Regions from separate parts of the Mus musculus genome. Here all the other regions are linked to region 1. Evidence: chromatin contacts called from public HiChIP or PLAC-seq and promoter capture Hi-C data. All regions are on one chromosome and are shown on one strand. The core of a region is the stretch at or near the end of the contact, and the rest is flanking DNA. Distances in the headings are between cores, read along the strand shown.

Region 1 (2,700 bases), core at 47-2,546:
CAAAGGGGTGACACTTCCCTGGAGGCCATGGTCTCCCTAAGGAGGAGGCATGAGACTTCTCTCTAGCACCCGTGAGCTGGTTTAAAGGCTGAATAGGAACCCAACAACGGAGAAGTTTGGGTTTGAAGCCTTAAGCACCTATAGCCTGAGCCAGATAGGCCTTCCCTCTTGCTTGCCGCATCTCACGGCTCTGATTCATCATCTTTTCAGTCTCCTAGTCCCCTATCTCTTCCTTTGGTAACTCCGGTTGGTTTATTTTTCATTATTTCCCTGAGACTGTTTAGGTTTAGTTTATGAGAATATAGCTCTGCTTCCCCTCTACCCAGTAGCAGGCTGCCTACCTGCATCCGATCGGTACCCCGATTTCCTGTTTCCCGAGCCTCAGGCTCCATCCATTCCTCCTATCTGCTGCAGCGAACACAGACTTAACACTTCCCCTACGCTCGGGCCTTTGGTCTTAAGCCCTGTCTTCCTCTCTCCTGGCGACCCCCAATGCTCCTCCGGAGCACATTTGTTCAGACTTGGGTCGCCCCCAGCATCCTGGCACTATCTCCGGAACCCCCTGCTCCAGTGTGGAGGTGGGGGTACCTCCGGCCGCGTTCCCAGGACAGCTGCAGCCTAAGGGACAGTGGTGATTGTGGGGGCTCCCGAATGCATTCTGGTCACTTCCTCCCCAGCTGGACTGGGTCTATCAGGAAGGCCAAGACCCCATCTCCACAGGAGTCGAGGGTACAGCCGCCTCCCCATTTCCGATGCTGGGAAATGTTTCCCACCCATTCCACCCCACCCCTGGACAGCTGCCCTCTTTCAGGCTCGGGGTTGAGGGGGTTGGGTAAACTCAGGCTGGGAAATGGCTGTGCTCTTGATCATCCTCCAAGATCCAGACTCCGCCCCCCTGCGGAGAAGACTCTGCCCCTTCCCCACAAAAATTTCTGATCGTCCCCCTTCATATAATTCCTTTCCTCCAAAAAGGTCCCAAAAGAAACTCTGGAGCCAGGAAAGGGCAGAAGAGAGGCAGCAGGTACTGAGTGCTGAAGACTTAAGTTCTTCTGACTTAGAGCCTCCAAGAAGGGTCGTGACCCCCAGGACCTCCCCAGCCCCTCCCTGCCCTTCCTCCCCCCCCCCCCCCCCCCGCCGCGCGGCCCCTTTAAGCCAAGAGCCGGCCGGTCCTCAGTGGCTGCGCGCCGGCAAGCGTGTGTGAGTGCGCGGGAGGGGGCGGGCACAGTGTCTCCATGGCGACGCGGCGGTGACGTCGCCGGCCGGGGGGCGTGGGCGTCCCGGCCCCGGAGTGCGATATTAACCCGGGAGGCGGCGGCGGGGAGGGGAGAGGCTCTGAGAGGCGAGGCCGGGTGCGGCGGCGAGGGCGTCCCAACGGGCGCGGGACGGGACGGGGCAACGCGGGCGCCAGGAGCAGCGGCCCGGAGTTGGGGCGCCTTGCCCCGGGCCCCCCAGCATGAAGACCCCGGCGGACACAGGTGGGGGCGGGGGCAGCACGTGTGGGGGAGACTTGTTGCCCCGGGAAACCGGGAGGGAAAACTTTGGGTGGGGGCTGAAGGGGTTCTGGGGAGCCCGATTGATACCCAGTTCTTGGGGACCCCCAAGCACTCGAGACCTGTTGCTTCTAGAGGCGCGAGCTGGGGTGCTGCCTGGGAGCCCCAATTCTGTGGATCCTTTCGGAATGGTATGGGTGCTGCGGGTGCTGGGCTTTCCCTTCCCGGACTCGGCAACCTGGGTTCTCCCGGGATCACTGGGGTGGCAGAGTCCCCTCCCTGTCGTTCTGTCACGTTGCACTCCGGGGGCCGGGACGTGTGCGGTGCGAGGTGGGGGTTCTGTACAGGGACCCGCTATGCTCGGTTCTGCGCTGCGCGGTCCGGCCCGTGACCTTCACGGCAGCGCGTGCCCAGCACCCGGTGAGCGGGATACGGGATGGCCTGGAGCTGGGCGTGAGAGGGGAACACGGGACTCGGGGTCCGGGCTGCACCGCCCCTCCCCCGTCCGTCTCCTCGCTCCCCCGCCCGGACTGAGTCGCAAAGTTCCAAAGCGCAGCCCGAACGTTCGAAAAAGGAACTTTTTGTTTCCGACCTTAGAACGCGCGGCTTTAAGGTGGCTCAGGGGAGACTTGGGTACCCTCCTCCGGCGCGGGCGGAGGCTGGGAGTTGAGGAGGGTGGGAAAGATGGGGGGGGGGGGGGGAATGCAGAGGCTCTCCCTTCGTCCTTCCCCCTCCCCGATCCTGCGCTTCTTTCAGCGGGCCGTCTTTTCCCTCCGCCCCTCTCTTCCCCGCCAAGTTGCTCCTCCTTAAGGGGCCAGGATTCCCCTCCCCCCCCATCGCCGGGCGGGGGGCAGCAGGATTAACCCCCCCTCCCACTCGGACTTTCCCCCTTCCCCTCCCCCGCCGCCCCCGGGCTCGCACAGGCTGGACTTTGCGCCCGGGCGCGCGGGGGGAGGGGGCCTCGCCGCCCCCTGCCCGTCTGCCCCGTCGGAATCCGGCCCGGGGCGGGGACGAGGGGAGGGGGAAGGGGGCCGGGCGCCGCTGTTCAAACTTGTTTCCTTCCCCCGGCGGCGGCCGCGGCTCCGGCTCCTATGTGCGGGTGTGTGCCCCGACCGGCCCACCCACCCCACCTCCCTGCTCGGCGGGTGGGGGCGGCTCTTAAAGGGCTCGGAGCAGGGCTCCGGCGCCAGGGGATTGGGGCCAAGGAAGG
Region 2 (2,700 bases), core at 141-2,640, 2.3 Mb before region 1:
CTGTCACCAGGTGCCAAAAGTTCTCCAAATGAGAGAAACAGGGGCCCCAAATTCTGAGAATAAAGATGCCCCCCCCCCACTTCGCTCTAGAGAGCTGTCCCTTAAAACACACCTTCCGCCCAAAAGGTGACAGGCAGGTCCAGAGGCACTTCTCCTTATCCAAGCCCGATAGCCCCTCCCTTTCCTAGTAGGGAGCCAGACTAGAGATCAGAAAACTTCAGTGACTTCTAAAACACATCTCCACCCCCGGAAGCAAAGAACTTGCCAAAGGATGTCCCACACACCTTAAAGAGAAATAATCTGAGAGGGTTCTGGAGTGGTGAGTGGACAACCCCATGATAAAAAGCAGCCCAGTAACGATCCCGTTTTCCCCAAAGTCATAAAGAAGTTCAAGAAAGGGTGAGCTGAGTGTAAACGCCCACCCCTGCATATTACAGGAAGAGAAAAGCGCTCCTCGCCCACTCAGTATCACACCCCTAAAAGTACGCCCCTTAACACTCACTCGGGCCTCCCAGCACCCTGTGCCTCAAAGATGATAAACATCACAGCCCTCCACCCGACCCTGTTCTCCTCTAAGTACAAAGACTGCTCTCTCGTGTCTAGGTGGTACTACCCTGACTGCCCCAACACGGCCACCCTGGGCCCAGACCCCTCTCCAGAAGCTCCCATCCCTCTAAGTGCACTATAGGAACGGCTCCCAAAGCACCCAAGCGGCACTTGACACGGTGAGCGCCTCAAAAGCTGGACAGGCTGGCACCACAGAGAAGGAGCTGTCTCCCCCGATGTCCCCGAGGGCAGCCCCCAGCCCGCACACTCAGAGAGAGCTCCCCCCGCCGCCGCAGTGGTATGGACCACGGCACCCGCCCCGCGTCCCTCTGGGTTTGTCCCCCCCAGCCCCGCAGCAGGCGCCCCCACTCCGTTCCGGAAGAGGGGGGGAGCCTCCAGGTCCGTGGTCCCCGCCAGGCGGGCACGGGTGGTACGGCCCAGCGAGGCCCCACGGGGGGCCAGGACGCGACCATCGCGGAGGGGAGGGCGCTTGGGGACACGCGCTGGCGTACTCACCTGTCACCGGCGGCCGCCCAGCCTCTCCGGCCGGGCTCTACCCCCGCCCATCGCCACGCTGAGCTCGTTCCCGCTCCTTATTTATGAACTGGCGGCAGCAACGGCGGCAGTGCTGGCGGCGGCGACGCCTTCTCGGAGTCAGGCCCAACGGCTCGCGCAGCGCGGGCCCCCCCGCCCCCTCCCCCCAGCCCCCAGCCCCCACTCACAGCCCCCTCCCACCCGCTGGCCGGAAATACCGCCTTTTCCAGCCACAAACAGGAACTGACGTAGTAGACCAAGGGAATGGCCTCAGAAAACATCAGACCGCAAGCGCAGGAACTAGGAGGCAGGCAGGCTCAAGGCAGCGCGCCTGCGTACTTTAGGCACCCGTCACGTTAACTTTTTATTTATTTATTTTTTTTAAGAGCCCCGTTCTGAGCTGGGGGGGCGGAGGGGGGGGTAGCATTACACATGCGCAGTAGGACACCAACAAGTAGGCTTTCCCCGAAGGCCCAGTGATTACTTCCCGGCAATCAAAGGGCTTTATTTACATATGCTTTGATCTTGTTTTATTCTTCTCTTTCCTGCCTTCCTAGTTCCTAGACCAGCGGTTCTTCACTTGGGAACCTCTCACAGGGGTTGCCTAAGATCATCGGAAAATTCAGATATTTACATTATGATTCATAAGAATAGCAAAATTAGTTATGAAGTGACAACGAAAATAATTTTATGTTTGGGGGATCACCACATGAGGAACTGTATTAAAGAGTCACATTAGGTAGACTGAGAAACACTGTCCTAGACTTTCTTTTTTTCTTTCTTTTTTTTTTTTTTTTTTTTTTTAACTTAATGTATGAGTGCTCTGATCTGCAGGCCAGAAGAGGGCATCAGATCCCCTTATAGATGGTAGTGAGCCACCATGTGATTGCTGGGACTTGAACTCAGGACCTCTGGAAGAGCAGTTAGTGTTCTTAACCGCTGAGCCATCTTACCAGCCTGACTTTTTTTTTTTTTTTGGTTTTTCGAGACAGGGTTTCTGTGTATAGCCCTGGCTGTCCTGAAACTCGCCCTGTAGACCAAGCTGTCTTGAACTCAGAGATCTGCCTGCTTCTGCCTTCTGAGCAATAGGATTAAAGGCCTGGCCTGCCACTGCCAGGCTCCTAGATGCTTACTTATAGAGACCCAAAACAAGTTAGTTAAGATCAAGCACAAAGCAGGGTATGGCAACAGGTCTGTTACTGCATCATTCTGGATGTTGGGGCAGGCCAGCTAGACCTTGTCTCAAAAAAAAAAAAAGATGTTGCACTCAAGCTTTGAGCCACATAACCCCACATTAGAATATCCTCTTCTGTAACTATGGGCTGACTTCTGTATCCACATCTCAAGAATCCACATCTTCAAAACACAAATAACCTTGGATTATCTTACGAAAACAGTTCTTATTAAACTGTGACTTCAAAATATTAATGTCACTTGCACATGATATATATCTAAATAAATGTGGGACTTATAATTTCTCATATGGAGTAACTTGAGCCCATGTAAGACTTAAAACCACAGAAAATCGCTCACAGAAAAAAAGGTATATAGGTTGCACGGCTGTAACCCACCTCTGCAGACCCTGAAACAAGAGGACTAAGAATTCCATGCCAGATTGGG
Region 3 (2,700 bases), core at 72-2,571, 2.0 Mb before region 1:
AAAGTACAGGAGTCTGAACAGTGAACGGCTGCCATCACATCCACGGTCACACACACACACACACACACACACACACCAGACATCACCACATCCAACCACAAGCATGCAGGCAGACAACGCAGGATACCTCATCCTTGCCAGCTGTAATGCAAGCACACACACAGCTACAGTCACACAAACACCAGATCACACTTCTAGCCACATCCCCAACCCTTACACACACACACACACACACACACACACACACAACCACACAAAGCCGCTGGTCACCACAGAGGCTACAGACAGGTTTCCACCCGTCTCTGGGGAGCCGCCCCCAGCCCAGGCTGAATCCTGGAGCCTGGGGGGCAAGGGAAAGCTGAGCATTGTCTCCGGGTGGGGCCTCTCTTAGACGCTGAGCAGCCCTAGGGACAAAAGGGGTGGCCTAGGAGACCAATGTCTTGAGACCCCTGACTAAGCATGGGGTGGAGGTGGGGTAGGGGAATGCCTGAAATTCTCCTTATTTTATTCACGCTGGGGTGGAGTTTCAGACACAGAGACCTTGTTCTGAGAAGGGGATTTGCCTGGGACACCGCCCAAGGGCTTGGGGGGACAGGCTGGATCCAGGACCCCAGGGAGTAGACAGTACTTGGAAACCGCCCCCCCATCCCCCAGAGCCTTAGCCTTGGCAGCTCTATCCAGGGACTTCATCTTCAAGACATCGCCCAGGGGGCTGTTGTGCTCAAAGAAACCCTCTAGCAGGGAAGAGTACTGATTTTGTCTGGAATCGGCTCAGTTAAGGCCTCAGCTTGATAAAGGGGACCGTATCCGGACCCTGAACGCCAAACCTTGCCCAGGGAGTTTTACCTAGAATTTATGTAGCCCTGTCCATGATTTGGGGGGAATCTGTATTCCAGGATCCCTATTTTCAGGGCCTTCGCAGAGATGGCCTGTGCTGGACCAGACCCCAGTCTGGCAGGTTTGGGATTGCCAGGAACCTGTTCCCGGACCCCCACCCAGGACCACCCTTTCCAGCCTTGGCATCTTCTCTCCATCCGGGCGCTGCTGCCGCCTCCCACCCTTCGCCACATCAGCAGCGGCGCCGCCCCCGGCCCGAGCCCCCCGAGCCCGCCCTTCTCACGCTGGCCGCCGCGCTGCGGGACATCCAGGGCCCGGGCGCCCCCGCCTCCCGCGGCCCCGGTTGGGCCCGGCTTCCCGAGTGCTGCTGCTGCTGTGGTGGCGGCGGCTCGGTCTGACGCGGGCCCGGCCCGGGGCCGGCGGCTGGTGCGGGATGCAAGCGCGCGAGCCAGCTCGGCTCCCGGGAGGATTCCGTTCCGGGGGCGGGGGAGCATCCCTCCCTCGGCGCCCCGCCCCGACCCCGCCCATTGGCCCGCCGCCTGCTGTATATGCAAAAGATAACCCCGCCCTCCCGCAGACCACGCCCCCACATAAACACTACCGGGTCTCCTCCCAAGCAAAGGCCGGCCCGCCCCGCCCCTTGGTCTGGCCTTGCGGGAACCTGCACGCATCCCTAGAGGAGTGCCTCTCAGGTTGAGGCGCAGGTTCTATTTGCTTCCATAACCCCTGACCTCAGATCCCCTATGGTTCTGCTTCTGAAGAATTGCTTTGGGAGGCGCCTCGTCCTCAAATCTTGCTTAACCCCACGGTTCTCCCAGCCCGGCGGGGGCGGGCAGAAGCGGTGACGAGGCACTTTTTGCAGGCGAGGGGAGGGGAGAGGAGGGGAAGGAAAAGAAACAGACCCTGGAGTCCTGGAGGGAGATCACTCTGGCTTGCGAGAAGTGGGCATTGGGTTAGACCAGGTCCTAGTTCTGGACTCAGCTGCACCCCTACCCCTGTCCTGTAGGTTTGGCAGAGCAGCTGTTAGGGGCATTAGGGCCCATTAGCAAAGGCGAGGTTGTCAGGAACAGGAGGGAGCCTGAAGCTGGGGGGTGGGGGGGGGGGCGAGTATGTGATAGAAGGGTACTTCTCAGCTGCCACAGCCCTTGGAGCAGGTGGTCAGCACGTGGGGGGGGGGGCGGAGGAGGTTCCCTGCAACAGATGGCCCTAGACAAGGGGGTGGGGTGGGGGGTCTGGCCATCTGCACCTGGAGCTGCCTGTGAGCTCCTCCCCCTTAGCACAGAGAGAAAAGAACTGGGGGCAGGGAAAGGGTGCCTTTATTCGGAGGAAAGGATCAGCACCCACCCCCACCCTCCAATACACAGGCTGGAACCCGGGAAGAAGGCAGCTGGTAGAGGAGCAAGGGAGGCAAAGGTGAGGACCGCCCCCAACAGCCACCATCTCCCCTGCAGATCCTGGAAGACCTGGGGCCGAGGGGCGTCTCCTTCACATGAGAGTGGACCCAAGGCTCACTTAGATGGTGGCAGGATTCTGCTGGCTCCTAGCCTCAGAATTCAAGGTTGCTCACTTAGGATCAGGGAGCTAACTCCAGGGGCCCAAAGATCCAAGGCAAGAAACTAGGTTCTGGAGACCAAGAAAGAGGAGGAGGGGACTGCCTGCTGTGGAGCTGGTATCCCTGGATGGAATCTGTCATGGTGGGGTCGGCAGGGAGGTCCCTAGTCAGGAGGCTGCTGGCAGCGGCAGTGTCTGGCGACTGGCCCAGTAGCGGTGGTAGGTATCTTGGAAGAGGTCCCGGCAGGCGATGTGGGCGTGGAGACGGGCACAGGCTAAGAAAGCCCCAGCTAGCTTGCGGTGTAGAGCATA
Region 4 (2,700 bases), core at 37-2,536, 2.1 Mb before region 1:
CGAGCTCTGCTGAGGCAAAGGCGGCCCCGAGGGCCGTGGGCCCGGGCATTGCTGAAAAGAAGGCCCCCACATCGCGCCCCTGCCGGCCAGGCCCGGGGTAAGAACATCCGCCCTTCCTCCGTGTAGGGGGTGGAGGGGGGTGGTTCCGGGCCAGATAAAGCCGTCTGGTTCCCACGGTGCTGCCGCCGCCTACCAGTCCCCTATTGTAGCTTGGTCCACCCCACTCCCCAGGATGCGGCCACCTCTAGGGACCCCTGCGTCCGGCAGTATGAGGTGAGCCAGGGACAGAACTAGACGCAGGCCAAAGGCGCTGACCCATCAGGGTGGGGCCGGGAAGCCAGGCGTCCGGGCTCCCGTGGCTGAAGAGGGGGGCAACTCGCCCAGCAGAGAGCGAGGCTGAACCAGTCCAGACAACAAAAGCGATTGTGCGGGTTGGCGCCTGCCCCGGCACAAAATGCCCAAGATTGCGGGACGGCTGGGGGCCAAAGACCTTTCCCTCTTACATGCCAGACCGTCCCTTGACCCTACTTTTACTACAGCCCGGTACCCCAGATTAGAGCACTCTATAGACTCAACTACCCTCAGAAGCCCTCTCCTGCTGTGTGGCCTTCAGCCCAGATGCATCCCCCTCCTTCCTAAGGTTTTCCAGATGTGTGCCCCAGGCCAGATGTGAGGACCCCCGCCCACAGCTTTATTCATTCTGACCTCTCCCACCAGGTGTAGAGAGTCTTGGTGTGCTGTGGCGTCTTCAGGTGTAAGCGCCTTAGTCTCCTCTCCAGAATTCAGCTCCTCTAATTCCTTTATGTGTCCTGTACACCGACCCTTCTCGTCACCCACAGATGTACCATCTTGCTGCCCAAATGTGCCATCCTTGTCCTCTATCTAGATGAAGCCTCTTCCCCCCCACCCCCTACCCCCGTGCCTGGTCAGAGGATCAGTCTTCAGCTGGCTCCCCAAATGCGGCCCCCATTACTCTAATGGATTTCCTCTCAATGGATTCAACTCTCTCTGGGAGCAAACCCGCCCGCCCCCACCTGTTCCCTTCCCTGCTACTCCCCATAGGCCCCATCCACTTGTTGGAGCACGGGTGGGAGCAGAGGGGGCGCCCTCCCCTCCCCCCTGCGAGTCTAGCGCCCAGCCTTCGCGCCTCTGGCTAAGCGCCCAGCCCCACGCGCCCCCGCGCGGCCGCCCGGGAGGGAGCGATGGGGAGGGGGGGCTGAGCGGGGGCGCGGCCGCCCTCCCCCGCGGGCGGGCGGGCGAGCGGGCGGGCGCGGCCGGGCCCCTCGGGCGGGCTGGGGCGGCGGCGCGGTGGAGCGCGGCGCTGCAGCCATGGCGGGCGGCGCGCAGCTGCTCTGGGTGTCGCTATTGGTGCTGCTGGCGCAGCTGGGGCCGCAGCCCGTACTGGGCCGACCCCGAGAGCGTCTTCGCGTGCGCTTCACCCCCGCTGTGTGCGGCCTGCGTTGCATCCACGGGCCCACTGGCTCCCGCTGTACCCCGACCTGCGCGCCCCGCAACGCCACCAGCGTGGACAGCGGCGCGCCCGGCGGGGCGGCCCCGGGGGGACCCGGCTTCCGCGCCTGTGAGTGCGGGATGGTGCTCCCAAGGGAGGAGTGCCCGGAGGGAGGACCCTGGAGACAATGCCTTAGGGAGCAGGAGCCCAGATTCCATGTACAGAAATGCTGGGGACTCCGTGGGGTCTTTGAGGAAGGGGGCTCTGAATTCCTTATTTGGGGAGTGGATCTCCAGGGCGCTGATTTCAGGAGCATTGAGTGTTTTTGGAACTGTGGTGTCCCACGTGAACGGACTGAGACTAGCTTTCATCCCTTTCAGTCAAGGCGAGGATCTTAGGATCTGGGAACTTTTGAGATGGGGCCCAAATTCGCAGACTGTGCGTAGTGGGTCAGCAAGGAGTGTTTCAGAGTCGCATGGGGTGGTGGGGCATATCTCAAGTTTCTAGGTCTGTCTTTGAGTGGGGGAAGACTAGGAAAGTCTGGCATGGGACTGCTTGTGATGAAGAGCTAAGCGGGAGGGGACCCAGGAAAGACGGGGTGCCTTTCGGCAAGACCTGAGTTACAGCGGTTCCACGTGCGACAGATATCCAGATAGGAGGCCTGAGGAAAGGGCGCCCCCTGGGGGAGGAAGGGACCGGCTTGCGCTTCAGCTTCCTCTAGACAAGGGGAGCATTCTGGGGTTCAGGTGAGGTCAGGAGGGTGCGCCACCTGCTAGCCCAGAGTGTGGGGATGGACTTGGGGGTCGGGTTTTCATTGCTTCTCACCCCTTACGCCCTCCGGAATGGGGAGTGGGGCCCCTGGCGCCGAGAACTCGCCCAGGCTGGCCCCCAGCCAGCCCAACCCGGCCGGCGTGAGCTCATCTCCCGCCCGAGCCCCCGCCCGCTACCACTCCCTCTCTCCGCCCCTTCCTCCCTCCTTCCTTCACTCTCTCCCGGCCCAGCCCCAACTCGCCCGTGCCAGGCGCCGTGCCCAGACGGGTGCCAAACCCCTGGAGGCACAAGGAGGAACATGTGAAGGCGGGCTGACCTCGGCAAGACCCCTATGTCCTTAGCTTCCTGTTCTTCCAATGTTGTGGGACATGAAGTTAGTTTTGCCCATTTAGCAGCAAGCCCTCTGATATGGGCACCCTGAGCTGGGAGTCTGTATTCAAGGCAAGGGCAGGCAGTGAAATGACTTAAGAGACTAAGAA
Region 5 (2,700 bases), core at 37-2,536, 2.9 Mb before region 1:
AACAATCTCCCCCAAAGCTGCTTCGTATTCAAGACACAAACTGTCACAGAAGATTCGACTGTTCAACAATTCTCATTCTATCGTGTGATGGAGAAAGGTTGAGGGGAAAGCACAAATCACAGGATGCCAGGAGAACATCCAGACTAGCAATCCCTCCACCTTACTTCCCCAGACATCCAGAACAGAGCCCCAGATAGATATTCAACATGTCTGGGAGGGAGAGATGGGTCACTATCGCCTGCAGTGACTTACTCTCCATCTGTCCACAGGAACATGTGTGTCCACGCCAGACAAAAACCTGCAGTGGTGAAAACTGATCCTTCGGCAACAGGAAAAGCTCATGCTATCACGACTAATGTAGAACAGACTGGTGTTACAAACTCATTATCTAACTGTCTCCGCTTTCCGAGTGCTAGGATTGACAGCCCAGAGTAACCTATCACCAAGAAAACCACTTATCCATTAAGAACTCAAGAGAGAAACGAGAACTTTCTATTGTCAAAGCCAGAACTCTCGCCATCATCCACCATACAGTGGGCTCATCAGAAAAAAACGCGGGAAATAGGTGAGATGGATACATTTGTCAGGCCAGCCGTGGTGGCGCACGCCTTTAATCCCCGTACTCTGGAGGTAAAGGCTGGTGGATCTCGGCCAGCTAGGATCACGTGACAAGACGCTCTCAAAATCCAAACCTAAACCAACCCCTCTCAATTCCAATCACCTACCCCGCTAATAGCCGGGCTAGTAAAGTCGCTCTCACTACAGAGCAGGGACTCCCAGGTCCCCAGAGCCTCTACTCCTACAAGCCTTGGGTCCCGCCCCTCCCGGAAGCGCGGCGAGCGCCAGCCTGTGCACGCGAGCGCCGCACACCACGGAGCCGGAGATCCTCATTTACCCGGGGGGAAGCTGGGTTGGGGACCAAGGTATCGTTGACAGGGAGTGACAGTGGGTGACGGCGGCAACAGGGAAGGCTTGGGGTGGAGACAGGGGCCCTTTCATCTGCGACCCAAGTCGGATCCCCTAAAGCAATGCTCGGAGATCCAAGCCCCAACTCTGGGTCAGGGTCTGGAGGGCCGCACCGGCCGCTCTGAGGCGGCAAGCTTGTAGGCCGGCCGGTGAGCCGAGCTCACGGCCACATCCCCCGGCCCCGAGCGGCCGCGGTCCCCGCCCGCCGCGCCTAGAGCCCCCGACTCCTGCCCGCACCGTGGTCCTTACCTGGCTTCATTACTGCGTTCTGGTCGCGCGATTCAGGCAACCTGCGGCGTCCCCGACTCCACGAGTCTCAGGCTTTCGCACGTGGAAAGGAGCGCCTGCGCGCGGTGACGCACGGCGAGTGACGGAAGCGCGTAACCACGCCCCTTAGACGCGCGTCCCGTCTCCCGGAAGTCGGAGTCGGCCCCTTGGGTGGGAGTTCTGAATCCTTTTCCGGCTCTGTCGTGTCTCTACGCTCCTCACTTTTTCCTAGAGTGGCAAATTTTATCACAAGTGCGCTGCGACTTTTCCTCTCACTTATGCTAGCACTCCAGGAATCAGGGGTTATACCGATTTTTAAAAATTTATTATTTTTCAAAGACTTTAAATTTTTAAAATTTTATCCTTAGAAGTGTTTAGCTTGCATATTCGTCTGTCTGTGCACCACGCATACGCCATGGAAGTCAGGAGAAGGCGTCAGATCCCCTGGAACTAGAGTTACCGGCAATTAATTGTGAGCCGCCAAATAGGTGCTGAGACCCGAACCTGAGTCTTCATCAAGAGCATTATGTTCTCTTCACAGCTGAGCTATCTCTCCAGCACAGCCTTATGTTTCTGTTTGTTGTTGAGGTTTGTATTTTATGACAGGGTTTTGCAGTGGGGTCCAGGCTGAGCTGGAACTCGGGATCTCCTATGGTACACTTCGCTTTTCTATTTCTCCTTCCTTTTCCTTTTCCGCTCAAAGAGCTCCCTCCTTTACAGCGAAGAACAGGCATCTCACTGCTTCTGCTCTCTACCCCTGGCCTCTTACTGGAAATCTTCACTCACCCAAATGTTGTCGCAGCTGCTCCCAGGCCACTGCTGGTTTGCAGTTGTTTCTGCCTCTGTTCCTCCTCTTCAGGTCATGAATTCAGCCCACCCTACTGATAAAGATCACATCAGTCGAGCAACAACTGTTGCAGAAGGCCCAGTGTTAATGTTGCACCACCAGGAGGCAGCACAGGAGCGACCGGTCTCCAGAAGAAGCGTCCTAATAGCCAGAACTTACAGCCTTCCGTGCAACTGAAAGATCATTTGCACTAACCGCTGACTTTTTGTTGGGTTACCAGGGGAAATGGTTTCCCTCTGGCCTTGGTGAAGTGGCTGCCAAGGATTATAGAGGCTTCTGATGGCAAAAAGTCCATGTTAAACTCTTGGGGATAGTCAGGGCCAGGATAGTGCCTCCTAGAGCAGGAGTTGTCTTTTAGCATTAAGTGGTGGTCCATGCAGTATAGCTTCCTGGAGGTGTCTGTGGAGCATTCAAGAGCTGCCAGGCTGCCATGACAGTAGACCAGCTGGCTGCCAAGAGGGGTTTGCTTGGATGGTAGTCATTCAAGGCAGCCAAGTGCCAGGGAAGGGCTGGATGGTTGCCAGGGTGACAAATCACCCTAGCATCCAGCACTGGTTTTTGTTTTGTTTTAGACAAAATAAGCATTAAAGGGGATTCTTACAAGCCTGTAAGACACTGAA

What was found. Promoter capture Hi-C pulls out the DNA fragments that hold promoters and counts their contacts. HiChIP or PLAC-seq counts read pairs in DNA pulled down with a chosen protein or histone mark.
Region 2: a promoter capture Hi-C map of the HPC-7 cell line shows a contact between it and region 1. The contact joins the promoter of Akt2 here to the promoter of Erf in region 1. A contact is called at or near these places in 5 of 39 promoter capture datasets (the HPC-7 cell line, cranial neural crest, liver and 2 more) and 1 of 484 Hi-C or Micro-C datasets (B cells).
Region 3: an H3K4me3 HiChIP or PLAC-seq map of embryonic forebrain shows a contact between it and region 1, with 5 times the contacts expected there. The contact joins the promoter of Numbl here to the promoter of Erf in region 1. A contact is called at or near these places in 2 of 39 promoter capture datasets (cranial neural crest and embryonic stem cells), 1 of 484 Hi-C or Micro-C datasets (embryonic stem cells) and 1 of 115 datasets of contacts at active chromatin or transcription factors (embryonic forebrain).
Region 4: a contact with region 1 is called in a promoter capture Hi-C map of hippocampal neurons, with 3 times the contacts expected there. The contact joins the promoter of Ltbp4 here to the promoter of Erf in region 1. A contact is called at or near these places in 4 of 39 promoter capture datasets (cranial neural crest, embryonic stem cells, hippocampal neurons and 1 more) and 1 of 115 datasets of contacts at active chromatin or transcription factors (embryonic stem cells).
Region 5: an H3K27ac HiChIP or PLAC-seq map of embryonic stem cells shows a contact between it and region 1, with 5 times the contacts expected there. The contact joins the promoter of Fbl here to the promoter of Erf in region 1. A contact is called at or near these places in 1 of 39 promoter capture datasets (cranial neural crest) and 2 of 115 datasets of contacts at active chromatin or transcription factors (astrocytes and embryonic stem cells).

Annotation. Positions count from the first base shown.
Region 1 is chr7:25,249,354-25,252,053 of GRCm38.p6, reverse strand. Erf (Ets2 repressor factor) reads left to right here and starts at 1,296. Exons shown (of 4, transcript NM_010155.3): 1 at 1,296-1,475. The coding sequence starts at 1,454.
Region 2 is chr7:27,590,242-27,592,941 of GRCm38.p6, reverse strand. Akt2 (thymoma viral proto-oncogene 2) reads right to left here and starts at 1,390. Exons shown (of 14, transcript NM_001110208.2): 1 at 1,063-1,390.
Region 3 is chr7:27,257,382-27,260,081 of GRCm38.p6, reverse strand. Numbl (numb-like) reads right to left here and starts at 1,321. Exons shown (of 10, transcript NM_010950.2): 1 at 1,121-1,321. The coding sequence starts at 1,144. Coq8b (coenzyme Q8B) reads right to left here. Exons shown (of 15, transcript NM_133770.2): 15 at 2,133-2,700. The coding sequence ends at 2,557.
Region 4 is chr7:27,332,234-27,334,933 of GRCm38.p6, reverse strand. Ltbp4 (latent transforming growth factor beta binding protein 4) reads left to right here and starts at 1,286. Exons shown (of 30, transcript NM_001113549.1): 1 at 1,286-1,579. The coding sequence starts at 1,330. The region is part of intron 1 of Gm30543 (a long non-coding RNA gene); the gene reads right to left.
Region 5 is chr7:28,168,334-28,171,033 of GRCm38.p6, reverse strand. Fbl (fibrillarin) reads right to left here and starts at 1,286. Exons shown (of 9, transcript NM_007991.3): 1 at 1,216-1,286. The coding sequence starts at 1,225. Gm31024 (a long non-coding RNA gene) reads left to right here and starts at 2,172. Exons shown (of 2, transcript XR_001778069.2): 1 at 2,172-2,700.